2 separate regions of the Mus musculus genome follow, and region 1 is linked to region 2. A link is a contact called in public promoter capture Hi-C data. All regions are on one chromosome and are shown on one strand. The core of a region is the stretch at or near the end of the contact, and the rest is flanking DNA. Distances in the headings are between cores, read along the strand shown.

Evidence for each region. Promoter capture Hi-C pulls out the DNA fragments that hold promoters and counts their contacts.
Region 1: a promoter capture Hi-C map of embryonic stem cells shows a contact between it and region 2, with 6 read pairs. The contact joins the promoter of Vax2os here to the promoter of Hoxa4 in region 2. A contact is called at or near these places in 5 of 39 promoter capture datasets (cranial neural crest, embryonic stem cells, frontonasal cranial neural crest and 1 more).

The regions. Positions count from the first base shown.
Region 1 is chr6:83,710,353-83,717,395 of GRCm38.p6, forward strand. Vax2os (ventral anterior homeobox 2, opposite strand) reads right to left here and starts at 1,849. Exons shown (of 6, transcript NR_002871.2): 1 at 1,751-1,849; 2 at 382-473. It overlaps Vax2 (ventral anterior homeobox 2), which reads left to right and starts at 887. Exons shown (of 3, transcript NM_011912.4): 1 at 887-1,191. The coding sequence starts at 945. It overlaps Gm32943 (a long non-coding RNA gene), which reads right to left and starts at 4,422. Exons shown (of 4, transcript XR_003956456.1): 1 at 4,332-4,422; 2 at 3,421-3,917; 3 at 2,708-2,896; 4 at 2,446-2,572.
Region 2 is chr6:52,189,735-52,196,327 of GRCm38.p6, forward strand. Hoxa4 (homeobox A4) reads right to left here and starts at 1,969. Exons shown (of 2, transcript NM_008265.4): 1 at 1,444-1,969; 2 at 1-954. The coding sequence starts at 1,954. The coding sequence ends at 608. The region is part of intron 2 of Hoxa3 (homeobox A3); the gene reads right to left. It overlaps LOC115490409 (a long non-coding RNA gene), which reads left to right. Exons shown (of 2, transcript NR_168044.1): 2 at 2,791-3,326.

The DNA of each region.
Region 1 (7,043 bases), core at 599-3,098, about 32 Mb after region 2:
AGAGATCCGTCTGGAGCAGGCACTGAACAAGGGGCTGCTCCAGGACAGAAGCGCGAGAAAAAAAAAAAGCCCGTGCTCAGTCTCATTCTCTAGGTGTCAGTCCCAGGAGTGACAACCTCAGAGCTGCGGGAGAGCCCAGCGTTTGCTCTTGGCAGTACAACCTGGCGGTCTGCCGGTCCAGCTCCGCACCTCACCCTGGCTGGGGACAGCATCCGCCTCCCGGGCTTGTCTGGCGAAACTCGCGGGATCCCCACAATAAGTGGCTGTTCTGTGTGCCTGAGTGTGAGTGCCTTGGTTGGGGGACGCGTGCCCTGAACCCCAGACCTACACCCCACTCTCTACCGTCGCCCCCACCGCACCAAGTTCCGGAGCCCAGCAAACCTCCTCTTTTCTGCCGGGTCGAGTCAGGGTCGCCTCCTCGAGCTCTGAGTTTTCCATCAAGCGGAGCCAGACTGAAAGCTAGGTGCATTTCCCTGGAGATATAGGGAACAGAGGGAAGAGGGCGAGAGGGACCAATGGGTAGGGAGTAATAAAGTTTATGAGAGGGTGTGGGGCGGTCTTCTGTACCACGGGGCTGTCCAGTCTCCCATTGCCAGGCTCTAAACACCGCCCCACGCGAGGAGGCGCGAAGACACCATCCCCTCCCCCTTCTCCACATATCTCTTTTCCTCCTATCCCTCCTCCTTCTCCTCTTTCCCTCCCCTTGTCTCTCTTCCCCTCACTCCCTCCTCCTTTTTTCCTCCCCCTGAACGAACTCCCGTTGCGCTGCGCCTACTGGATCCACCCAGAGTCCTGGAACCCCAGCTCGCGCCCAATCGCCGACGGGGGCGGGGCCTGTAGGGGGCGGGGCAGATGGAGGAAGGGGTGGGGAGGGGCAGGGAGGGACCTGCTACCCTGAGCTAGGACTAGCGGCTGCTGTGGCCCAAGCAGCAGTGGCGGCGGGCATGGGCGATGGGGGCGCGGAGCGGGACCGCGGCCCCAAGCGCCGGGAGGAGCCTGGTGGCCGCAGCGGGCGTCACGGAGAGCACCGCGGAGCGGAAGATTTGCGTGCTGACACAGGTAGCGCGAGTCCGAGGGAGATTGCTGGGACCTCCGCCTCCAGCCCTGCGGGCTCCAGGGAGAGCGGAGGGGACAGCGACGGACAGCAGGCGCTCGGTGAGACAGACCACTGCCGCCGCATCCTGGTACGAGGTAAGGGGACAGCCGCAGCTCTGATTCCCTGGGCCACCAAGCTGCCTTTCCTGGGGCCTCCGACATCCCTACAACGTCCATCTCTCAGATCATACAGTGGTTCATTCATTTGGTAGTTCATCCTGTAAATACTCCGAGTGCCTATTGTGTGCGGGACACTGAGCTGAACGCGGGGGACAAAGCAGGGGGCTGGACCTTGTTTCGTCCTGCTGGACCGGTGCTCTCTCTCTCTCTCTCTCTCTCTCTCTCTCTCTCTCTCTTTCTCTCTCTCTAGGCCCATCCGGGCTGGTTGGTGTAGTAAGGACACGAATCAGTTGGAGAAGCCCGACACCGAGAGCCAGGGCCTCCGCGCCGGGGTCCCCGGAGCAAGGGCGGAGAAAGTCACGCGCGCGCTGTAGGGACAGGATTGGGAGGGACCCGAGTGGGCAGCTGCTGAGGAAGGCTGGGCCACGCAGGCAGTCGGATGCGTCCCCGCTTCAACCCAGCCTTATTTCCCAGCACCTAGCCTTGCGTGGGTTGAGGCTTAGAGATGGCTGGGTGGGCGGTAGGGTAGCCTGACCTGCCGCGGCTCCGCTGCTCCAGTTTTCCCACTCGCTTGGATACCGCCGGCTCCGGCGCTCCTCCGCCTGGCCTGGCCGCCTGGCCTGGCCGACGCTTTCTTCCTCGGCTCCACCCGCCCTCACCCGAAGTCGGAGCCCCTTCACCCATCCCCCTTCAACCCCCGCAGCAAACTTGCTTTCCCGGCACTCTCCTGCCATCGCTCATCCAGATCCAAACCTCCAATGCCAGTATCCTGGGTCTGGGCCTCTCCCAGGTAGACACTTGGAGAAAGAAGTCTCGGGTCCTGCGGTCAACTGGATCCTAGGCCTGAGGCCTGTTGTTTTTCCGCCATCCTGGGGTTTCGGACTCACTCACTTGGCTTCCCCCAGCTGCCTCCCACAGGCCTCAGGAGGCCTGTAGCCAACTTTCTTTTACGGAGGGAAACCTAGGTTTCTGTCACCCAAGTCAATATCTTAGAGCAGGTGGAGTACAACTTTCCTGACCCCCACCACCACTGTCACCATGTGAGTGGCCCTGGGGATCTGAGAGCCAGCTAGGGCAGGGCATGGAGGTACAGGAAGCTCTCTTAAATTAAGACGCTGCCAGGGACCCTGAATAAAGAAACACTCCTGGGAATAGGTGTGGTCATTGGAAGGCTGGGTGGCTACTGCCATTCTAGGGACCCGCTTGATGGTGTAAGACAGTTACACCACCAGGAATCCCCGCAGGTGTGAGGACTTGTAGGTTACCTGGGGTTAATATGAATTCCCTTTTGTCATCTGAGGGGTTCTAAGGACAAGGAGCGACCACCAGTTGAGTTTCGTTGAGGGAATCTGCAAGCCTTCCAGAAATGAAGACACAGCCTAAGCTCTTAGGCTAAGGACCTTGCCAGTGCTATGCATTAAGAATAGGCGTCTCCCCTGGTCAGGATGACTGAGTTATGCGCCCAAACACCATCTTCCTCCATTCTACCAACCTTTATGTAGATCAAATAAATCTTGCTCGTGGGCATCAGTGGGACTGTCTCTGGTGCAGACTTGCAGAGGTGGGAGTAAAATGTGGCCCTCTGTCCTCTGGGATAGAGCCATTTAAGTCAAGTAGAGACGCGCATGCCGGGTACCTCTTCAGGGGTATACTTTTATAATGTACCCACACAAGGTAATTCCTTTACATTTGTAAAATATAATGGAAATATTAAATACAAGTACAGTTATCCACTGGACTGAAATAAAAAGCAAATGCAGAAACGTAAATCCCTCTGCCCCTCCCCCATTTAATGACAAGGCTGTCATTACAGGCCTGAAATGCCGGGGACGTCATTTACTGCTAATCCCTCCTAGGCAGGGTCACCCGTGTCAGTCACTGCTCGAAGCCCCACCACAGCTGAGGGTAGAGGCTTCCATGAGAAAAGCCAACCCAACACTGGGGAAGGCAAGCCCCCATTGTCCAAAATTAAGAGCCCTCCTTAGTACATTTTACCCTTGTCCTCTGGTCCTCTGAGTACGTAGCCCCCTCAATTCTTCTAAGGTGCAAAGGAGAGCTTATGTGGGCATAAGAAATGACCCCACCCTCTCCACTTCTTTTCACCCTCCTTCCCACGCCCGGGTGTGGCATTGGTTGAGAGAGGTTTTTAGCACTGGAAAGGCCAAGGGCAGCTGGAGGCTGAGGTGAGCGGAACTGCTGTCTCACCTCCTGCCTCCAGGATTCCCTCCTCTTCAGGAAGCTGCCTGAGGATCCAGGGTGCTGTCACAGAAAACAGTCTGCAGGCTCTCCGTAAATATTTGTGGAAGGAAGGAGTGGGGTAGCACTGGAGTGACCTGCAGATTCTGTCTACTGGTGTGATGTGTTAGTCAGAAATCTCTCTTAACTACCCCCCAACACACACACACACACACACACACACACACACACACACACATCGTGGCCCCAGAGAATGAGCTGCTGTGCAAAGCCAGCAGTTTAGAGGTAAAGGAGAGTCAGACCATCTGCTTGGCCAACGTCTCAGATTTCCTCTGAGAATACAAAGCTGGTAGCCCCTGGTCTGCTCACCCTGCCTTCAAAATGGAAGCGTTGTCTCCAGCCGCTGGCATAAATACTGTGCCACCAAGATGACTTCCACAGTGAGGCTTCCTCCAGGAAGCCACAGTCTCTAAGGCATCCCTTGTGCCCGTCCCTTGGTCAAGATCCTGTAGTGTGGGAAGAACCTTTTGTTTTGTCTTGGAAGGGGATCACCAATGCGATCAACAAGGCGACAACAGAAGGAATGGGGCCTCCAACTCTGCTCTCACCCTGCAGTGGGCCAAGCCTACACTGACTCTTTTAGTGGAGCGGGATTGGTACCAGAAGAGGGAAAAGTGTAGTTCACAGATCCCTGCAATTGGTAATCCAAGCCTGCCACCGCCACCACCTTTGCCTCGGACCCTGGTGCTTTCCGTAGCAACCCGGAAGAGAATTCAACTGATTTTGATAGATCTGCGAAGGCGCCACAGTTTTAAGGTCAATGCCAAGAGGCACCAATAATCTTCTCTGTCAGGAGTGCCCCTTGAAGCCTGCTGCCCCCTCGGCAGGTCTCCAAACAAAACGCCCCGTTTCTAGCCTACCATAGCCTTTGCCTCTGAATGGCAGATCCTTCTGAGAAGCACCGGTCATCCACCCGGATAGTCATCCGCTCGGCTAAAAAACGCCCTGGAGCAGAAGCTGGACGCATGCGCTCGGTACTCAGAGGTCCACGGGGGTCCCCGAGAAGACCGAACCTTGAACTTGAAATAGCTTAAACTGTGAGCACGACTTGGCCGTTCAAAACCTTCAGCCAGCCGTGACAGAGAACCCAGGAGAATGGTCACTTGGAGTTGGCCCCTGAGCCTGGAAGACCTCCAGGCTTCAAGCCTGGTCCTGCTGAGCAGGCGCTGTGCAGCAAACCCCAGGCAGCGTTGGACTGCAGAGAGCTGGGCAAAGCCCCAACCAATCCCGGGCCTCTGAGGAGGCCTCCATATCTCACTCTGTGGATACATTCGGAAACCTTGCCCCGCATACGCTCGAAACATATGTATGTTGTGGGCTGTAGAACCGTTTAGAAAATCGCGCTTTCGGAAAATTTGAAGTTTAATTCTTAAGATTTTTAGTATTTGCGAGGAGTCCTTTTAACTTTTTTCAGTGGTGTTTCGTTTTATATTTTCACTATTATTTCGATTGTGGGTGGCCGGAGACCCGCATTCTCACCGCTGGTTTGTGCTGCCCTTGATTTGAGTCTGTATTCCCCCCTCTATGTTCTAACCACCCTCTCACCCCACAGGAAACTGAAGCAGGTGGCAGAACGTGGCATTGTTACCTCTTTTCCGCCCAAGACTCATTTTCAGAAAACTGTGGGGGCGAGTTAAATGGCTCTCTTCTCTCGAGCTTTCTTCTCCATAGTCGCGGTGGATTCCCACATCCAAGGGACCCAACGACTGGGTGCTGAGGACAAATCTTTGGAATGCTGGAACTGAGAGTATGGATCGAGATGCAGGCGGGCTCCGCCTCCAAACTCATCTTCACGATGAGGCTTGAGAAAGGTTATCCATGCATCCCATAGGCCTAGACGCCATGGCTCGACTGTCTCTGCCTCCGGTTCCTCTCCTGGTTGGATACATTTCTCCCATTCCATTTTAATCGGGGGCGACAGGGGGAGCCTGTGGGGTGTTTTGTTTTGTTTTGGTTTTGTCCTTCTTTTTCCGGTTTGTTTAATTTGAGACAAACTGAGAGAACCTGGTTCTCCTGAGACCCGGAGACTGTGAAGGCCCCTGTTCTGCACGCAGGTCGGAGGAAAGACGCGGAGGCCAGCAAACTCTTCCCCCGAGACCCAGGGTAGCCTAAGAGCGGGGCTCTTCCTCCCTGAATCTGGAATGGCGGTTAAGGCTCTTCCACCTCCTGCAGACGCCTGCAGCGGTCTGGACACTGCGTAGAGGGGCCAGCGATCCTGGGACGGATACGGCCTTCCTGGTCAAGGATGAACGCAATCAAGTCCAGGCCTCAAGACTGTGAACTGAAGCCGGGTGTCAGCCTGAAGAGGCACTGCCCTAGCAAACCCTTTGCTCTCTGAGCTATGCCCTCCTTTCTTCTTGACTCTGTCCACAGACACCAATGTGTACCCCTGTGTACCTGCATGATTGAGCCTACGATATATCTTAGCCTGGAGATTTGCTGTCTCCTAAGACTCATGGCTGCAAAACTGACCCGCACTGGACTCCTGGATCGTGCGGCGATCCAGCGTGAGGATCGATCGAGCGTCAGGAGAGCAGGGGGTCAGATTTCTGAATTTTTTTATTTTATTTTATTTTATTTTATTTTATTTTATTTTATTTTATTTTTTGAGTGCCCGTAGAAACCGAGTAGGAGAGGTGGACACCGTGTCTGCTAAGTCCATGCCATTTTTCCGTTCCCAGCCCACAACAGGCAATCAAACATTTGCCAAATAAATGAAAAATGTCCATTTGTTACTTTTACCTATTTTCTAGGCATGAGACGGTTAATGACCACTCCCAAACAAATGTTCTGAAATTCCTTTTTTTTTTTTTTTTTTTTTTTTGCGTTACACATTCATGTGGACAGGAGAAGCATGTAGCTTAACTGTTAAACTATGAGATTGACAGCATCTTATTTTTAAATTTTCTAACTTTGAGAATCGTTAAAAACTAAGACTGGACAACCTTAATTTTTTTTCCTGTGCATCTGTGTGCCTGTGCAAGAGGGGATGGAGGGGGGGGGGCGGGAGACAGAGACAGAGAGTTGGGGAGGGAGCGCTGTGAAAGCATAGGAGTCTATTGCAAGGTCTTAGGAAGTGCAGAGCCACAGCGGACGCTTCTACGAGGCTCGACCAGCAAAAATAACCAAAACTGGCTGACCAGAGTAGTGGCTGGGTTGGTAATGCCAGCAGGCTATAGGAGGTAGAGACAGGAAGATTACCTCAGCTTCAAGGTCAGCCTCCAAGTCTACCAAAAACAAAAGTAAAACAAAAATCAAAACAACAACAACAACAAAAATCTAAGAACGACCTAGCTGAAACCACTAGCTAAGTCTGCATGCACCCCACCCATGCACCCATAAGATGCGATGTCTTAGAAAAAGAGTTGCTCCCTCTTTCCCTGGAGGCTTGGCCTCACCGACTCTGGAGCTGCAGGGAGGATCCTGTCCTCAAGGTCCAGCTTGGGCAGGCCGTACTCAGCTTCATGGCCTAGCAGGCTTTCATTTCCGAATACACACTTCACAGGAAGGCAGAACCGGAGGGGGAAGAAAGCCAGAAGCCTCCTCCTTGCCCTTCCACGCACTTTCCTCAG
Region 2 (6,593 bases), core at 719-3,218:
ACCATATCTCTCTGTACAGTTGTAAGTGAGTCTAAATGCATTTCCCTCTCCCCAACGCTGTGCCCCAGTATAAGACAACAATATCTCTCTAACAGTATCTTAAATAAATGCAAGGAGAGGAAACTACATGCCACACCTACCATCAAGGTCTACACACTTTGAAAATTAAATAATCTGGTGAGGTCCACAAAGTCTACTCAGTAAAGCTCATGTGAGCTGCCTTAACGCAGAAGAGGAAGGAAGGTTAGAAAGCTGGGAAGCTGGGAACCGGCCTGCTTCTTCTGCATACAAGTACATGTCCCCAGTCAGCACGTGCTGTCTGGCTGACTCAAAGGTAGTCGATGGCCAGTGCTTTCTTACAGGTGTCCAATCCTGGCAAAGTTGTCCAGGTCAGCAGGTTGTTCCACTAAGCAGTAACGAGGACGAGGACAGACGTCCTCTTGGAGGGGTCACACCAACCAGGGATAATGTCTTCTTTTTGGTTATGGTTTCCAGCAAGTTGGATTTTGTTTTGGTGTCTCGGGTTTACTTAGGGAAGAGCAGATGAGGACAGGAGCAGGAGATGAGTAGGGCACATAAGTGAGAGAAACTGATCCAGGTCTCTAGATTATATGGAGGAGGGAATGGGTGTGGAAGCACCAGGGAGAGGGTGGGGATGGGGGTGTGGGCTGTGAGTTTGTGCTTTCCCAGGCGGGCCGGCAGGGGCCGAGGCAGTGTTGGAAGATCGCATCTTGGTGTTGGGAAGTTTGTGGTCTTTCTTCCACTTCATTCTCCGGTTCTGAAACCAGATCTTGACCTGGCGCTCCGACAAGCAGAGCGTGTGGGCGATCTCGATGCGGCGCCGCCGGGTCAGGTAGCGGTTAAAGTGGAATTCCTTCTCCAGTTCCAAGACTTGCTGCCGGGTATAGGCGGTTCGAGAGCGCTTAGGTTCGCCTCCGTTATAACTGGAGTTGACTGAACACCAGAACCCCGAAAGAGAAGGCCAAAGAGGAAGAAGTAGAAGAGGAGGAGGGGAGGAGAGAGGAGATAGGGTGGGGAAGAGCAATCGGACATCATCATTATATAATAACCTGACACCAAGTTCACACAAGATACATAAAAAGGCAAAGAAAATGTTTCACAGGCTATTGACAACGGGAAACACCCGAGAGCCATAAAGAATGGTGCTGGGCTTTGGGGCTGAAGAAAAGCTTCAAAGACACATGGCCGGGAGCCTCTGCCAGGGCAATTAAATTTATGGGGGCTATAATTACTGCCCTAACAGTTTGGCGTCTCGTAAATCTCAGGATAAAGGGACCCTGGGTACAAAAGGGTTCTCACGTTAGGACCAGGCTGCGGGCGGCGCGCACACACCCACAGCCAAAGCGCCGGCCAGATGGGGGTCCCCTCCCGCGCCCTGCCCCGCGCCCCCACGCCCGCTGCCCTCCCGGCGGCGCCACATACCGGCGCTCACGTGGATCTTCTTCATCCAGGGGTACACCACCGGCTCCTTGCCCTTCGGGCCCGCCGGGCCCTGGTCCGCCAGCAGCAGCGGGCACGCGGGGGCGCTGCCCCCCGTCGCGACAGCCGGGGTGGTGGGGCCGGGAGCGCAGTGCCGAGGGGGCGCGGGGGGCTGCGGGGCCGGGCTGGGGTGCGCGCCGGGGGCCGGGGACTGCTCGGGTCGCGCGGGGCTGGCCCCGCGGCAGGCGTAGGGACAGGCGGCGGCGGGCGCGGGGTACAGGCCCCCGGGGTAGCTGGGCTCGCGCGCCCGCGGCGCGTAGTAAGCGGGGGGCTGGCGGGCCGCGTGCGGGTTCGGGGCCGGCAGGTGCGGGGCGCTCTGGGGCCGCGGGTAGCCGGGACCCCCGCCCACGGCGCCGTCCCCACCGCCCGGGCCACCGTGCGGGGCGAACTCCTCGAAAGGAGGGAACTTGGGCTCGATGTAGTTGGAGTTTATCAAAAACGAGCTCATGGTCATTAATTTGTGAAGTGCAAAAATACTAATTTTTCTCGCGGTGTCGTTTTTCTGCGCTCGCCGAGGCCCCTCCCCCTCTCGCCGCGCTTCCCATCCCCCCCCCCCCCCCCCCCCGGCCCCGGCGCCCGCCCCTCCCCCCGCTGTCAAACGACTGCCCCTCCCCCTCCCGCCGTCGCCGCCGCCGAAGTCCGCGCCGCTCCTCCCCCGCCCGCGCGCGCTCCCCGTGGCCCTGCGCGCCCCGCCCCCGCGCCCCACGTGCTGCGATCCGGCCAATGGGAAATCCGCGCGCGCGGACCCGGATCAGGAAACGCGCGGGGGATGCGTGATGGATGCTGCTAGCCTTCAGGGTGGGAGAAGCGAGCTTGGGTTCCTCGGGCCCCCCAACTTGGGTTCCGGCTGAGAAGTTGGGGCCTGTTAGACTGCGGGTCCTTTCGAGCCCTGTTCCTGCCCACGTCTGTCCTAGGCCTCTGGGCAGCTGGTCGCCACGACTCAGCGCCGATCTCCAGTCCAACCAGGCTTCGGGTGGTCCTCCGAGGGTTCGAGGCCCTCCAGGAGAGGGAAGGGCACTGGGACCAAGAGGCAGACCCTGGCTTTTTATCCTAGCTCTGGAATAAAACGAAGGAGGCCTACGGACCCATTTTTCTCGCCCTTTGATTCTTTGTCCACGCCCTACACATCCACCCGGCTGTTAGGGAGTCCCTGCTTTGCGAAGCCAGGGCTGGAGCTGCACAGGGAGGATGGGTAGAAGGGCCGCTGAACAAGCGGGTCAAGGAAGTACAGCAAGCGAGGGCGATCCACTAAAACCTCGTGGATACTTATTTTTACTTTTTTTCTTTCAGACGCAGAATTTGTACATTATTTTTTCATTTAAAGACTTGGAACCTTCCTATATTGCAGTTGATGGAGGTGCTGAGGAGAGCTAAATGTGCCTCCTTTATTAGGCGCTATTGTGAGACCTCCACCCCAGAGTGGGAAGAGAGACGACGCCTGCACAAAACCCGGCTTCGAATCCAGTAACTTCGCGTTTCAGAACAATCACCAAACAAAAACAAGTTTGAGATACAATAAGACCCTGCCTGGTCTAATTGTCAATCGGTCTTTTCTAACTTTTCCCTCCCTTCTCCTTTTGGATGCTGTTTCCTCGTGCAGGATCTAAACCAAGGGCTATATTTACAGACCAGCCCGCGATTGCTGAAAAATTAGCATTTTAACGATATCAGTAGCTCTGGAAAGGAGAGAGAAGGGACTGTTGCCTGCCATTTGGTAATTGAAATTTGATGGGTAAACTAATTATGCCATTATTATTAACAAATAAATTACTTATTAATTCCACCTAATGTTGATCTTTGAAGTAAATACTGATGCCTCACTCGTACCTGGAATTGTGCTCTTTCTTTCTTCTGAATAGCAGACACGCCTAGATCCTTTGCATGATGGTAAAGCAGTGCAAACTATCACCGCCATTCTAAAAAATAACTCTCCTCTGGGTATGCAAAGCAGTTTCCGTTGGTGCACCTTGCTGATTTTTCAGAGAGCAGGATAGAACAACGGCCTTCTCAAACGCAGACCAGGAAAGTTATAACCCAAGCCTAGAGACACTTCAGAAAGAACATCCATTCTATCTTCATTCATATCTGTTACTCACTTGAGCTACTAAATACTGGGATATATCCTATTTGATAGATAGTCATTTAATGCTTAGACACATGAAGACTATTATTGAGACTAATCTTTAAAGTAATTTAGGGAAAGAGGTTAAAAAAAGGATCATGTTAGTTTCTTATTGAAATCATCCTGAAGTAGTACAAAGAGATTTTCCACACTGGGTGTCTGTGCTGGTAAAGAGAGCTGTCCACTGACAGGAAGCACCATGATTTTTTTTTTAAATGAAAATCTGAGCCATAGATGGAAACCAACAAAGATTCTAATCTCTAGATATCTTCTCTAGACTGGAGGAAGGAAATCTAGCCTGATGTGGCTACTTTAAACTGATATCTCTCTCTAGCAAGAAAATAGCAAGAAAATAGGTACACAAATGAGACAGGAGACATCTCTAACATTAGTAGCACACAGACAGACCATACAAATACACATGCACTGCATATCTGCATGTGTTCAGGTTGGATGAAAAGCTTGAGGAAATCTAGTCTGCTTCTGGTGTCACCAACCCTGAGCACTGGAGGAGTCCTAACCATGTCTGTTTAATATTATTTACAGAGTCTAAGACACAAAAATCCATGTTGTTTAGCCTCAGAATGGTCTACAGAGTTTCCACGTTTTAAGTATTAAGGAGGCACTGTTTTGTATACGGTTAAGCTAGAGGACTTAACTCTGTTTCCTGAGGTTCTATTAAGGAGGATGGGCTGACACAATCCCCCAAGGCCTGTAACACGTCTTTGAGCTCCTATCATAAACACAAACGGAGCCAGGACCACCAAGTGTTATCTCACACACCGACATTTTGACATTTTACTGCAAGATTTATGGCTGTAATAAACAATCTCAGTACCTTTCCTGAACCTTCCACAGCCTCCCTTTGCAAGCAAGCCATAGCAAAAATCCCATGGAATCAAATAATCATTTGGAAAAAAAACAGTAAACCTAAGAAGCATCTCTTGCCTTCAACATGAGATCCAAGACACCAAACGAAAGGTAGAAAGAAAGTAACTCAATTAGGAAAACAAGCCAAAGTTTACCACAGCAGCATCTTGCCTGGGGATGGGATGCCCTGAAATGGAGCAGAGAGGGAGCCTGCTAATCTTCGCACACCAACTGGCTCTAGTCCCAAGCGGGGTTGAAGCACTATTTTTTCCTTGGGAAACTGGTAAGCACAATTGTTCCTTTCCATGTGCAGGGATAGCATATATTCCCCAAATCGCTATCTTAAAACCCCATTAAGTGAAATAACTTTTCATCATGTCCTTGCATCCCAGATGGAGTCGAAGGGAGTCTGAGGGAGAGGGAGGGCGAGAAGGACCCAGTGTTTGCAGCCTGGTTTGAATCTGATTTGAATCATTTTGAATATATTTGGAACAGCCTTCCCACTTGAATGCAACCCTGTCCCAAGTTTCAAAGTGACCGAACAGTGACACCGTGTGCATTTTGTTTCTTATTAATCTTACACATTGACAGTCTTTGTTAAGTCACAGGCGCGCCCTCACCAGCCGACATTTTCATATTTGTTAGACGCGCTGACCTGAAGTTCACCTCGGCCTTGGACTTTGCGCTTCTAAAAGGTCTATACAGTGTCTTTTAGAGAGCTGGGTGCTTTGCCCAGGTCAGTCCTTCCCAGGAAAAACCAAGGGGAAAAGGCAAAGGAAATGTAAGCATTATGGGATGTATTGACTGTATTTGTCCTTTGTTCTTTAGCATGAGGGCCTCCGGGCTGTCCTCTATCTCAAACACTTCTCTAGACTGAATTGGGAAATGGCAGGATTTTAAACTGCCTGGTAGTGGCATGTAAGGGCTTCCTCCCACTTACACCAGGTTACGGAAAAACAACACTTGACCAGACCAATTTTTTACCAATTAATTTGTTTTGGGTGCAATTTCCTGGTGATGGTTTAAAATAACAATTAAGACCAGACATAGGACTAATATTCATTTTAGAATTATACATGAGTTTTTACCCAGGATTATCTATATTATCTAAAGATCAAAGTCCTCTAAAGAGATAAGCACTCTCAAAGCAGTGACTTCCACAGGTATCTTTTGTCACTAAACTAGCTAAAAGGTTGCTTTTTGAATATTGATGCTAAAGTGTTTCTTGAGGATGGATGTCACATGGCTTTAACCAAAAGTACAATGAAAAATTCCATGGAAGAGTCATAATTTCTGGGTGAGCGATTTGGGGGCTGGGTTCCGTTCTTTTCATTTCAAGAGAAGACCAGATGTGGTGTGCTTACTGCTATAACTCCAGTGACCACAGCTCTTTCCATTTCATCTGGCAAAACCTATTTGGCTCCAAGCTCCTGGCCAGAGTAAAAACTTACCTACTGTACAATAGACAGGCTCTGGTTACTTGCTTCCATGAAGGTAGCATTTGAGAAATATTTACTTTACCACTGAATATACACTTGGTACCGTTAAATCTAATCAGCCTGAATGTGTGGGGTTGTCTTAAACATCCCTGCAAGGTTGACATTCTGAGCCCTTAAGTTATTCCCAAAATTAAGAAGAGGAAAATATTTTATCTTTGTCACCATTGTTTTCCTACCTTGATCATTTGAAGGTCAATATATAGGAAAGGAAAATATGTTCCCTAGGAAATAGAGTCCAACCCAGACACTTAAAGCTAATCTAGATGTATGAAAAATAAAATATTGGTTAACACTTCATTTGCAACAGACAAATGAGGCATGATTCCCCGTCTGCTTCTTGAATACAGTGTTCCTTCTCTCTCCCACCCTCCCAGCTCCTCCCTAGCCTGCCTTCCCACCCTGAGTCTCCCTCGTCCCCACCCCCACCCTGTTCCACACTGATTATTTAGAAGACTCTTCTGGAGAACAGAAGCCGTGGTTTTACAACATGGCATAGCATGCAGGAAAGCAGCAGTTCCCTGCCTATGTCTGTACCATGACTCTGGCAGATTGTAGCAGTCCTCTTACATCCCACGGTGGCTTAATAATAACTATAACAGAAA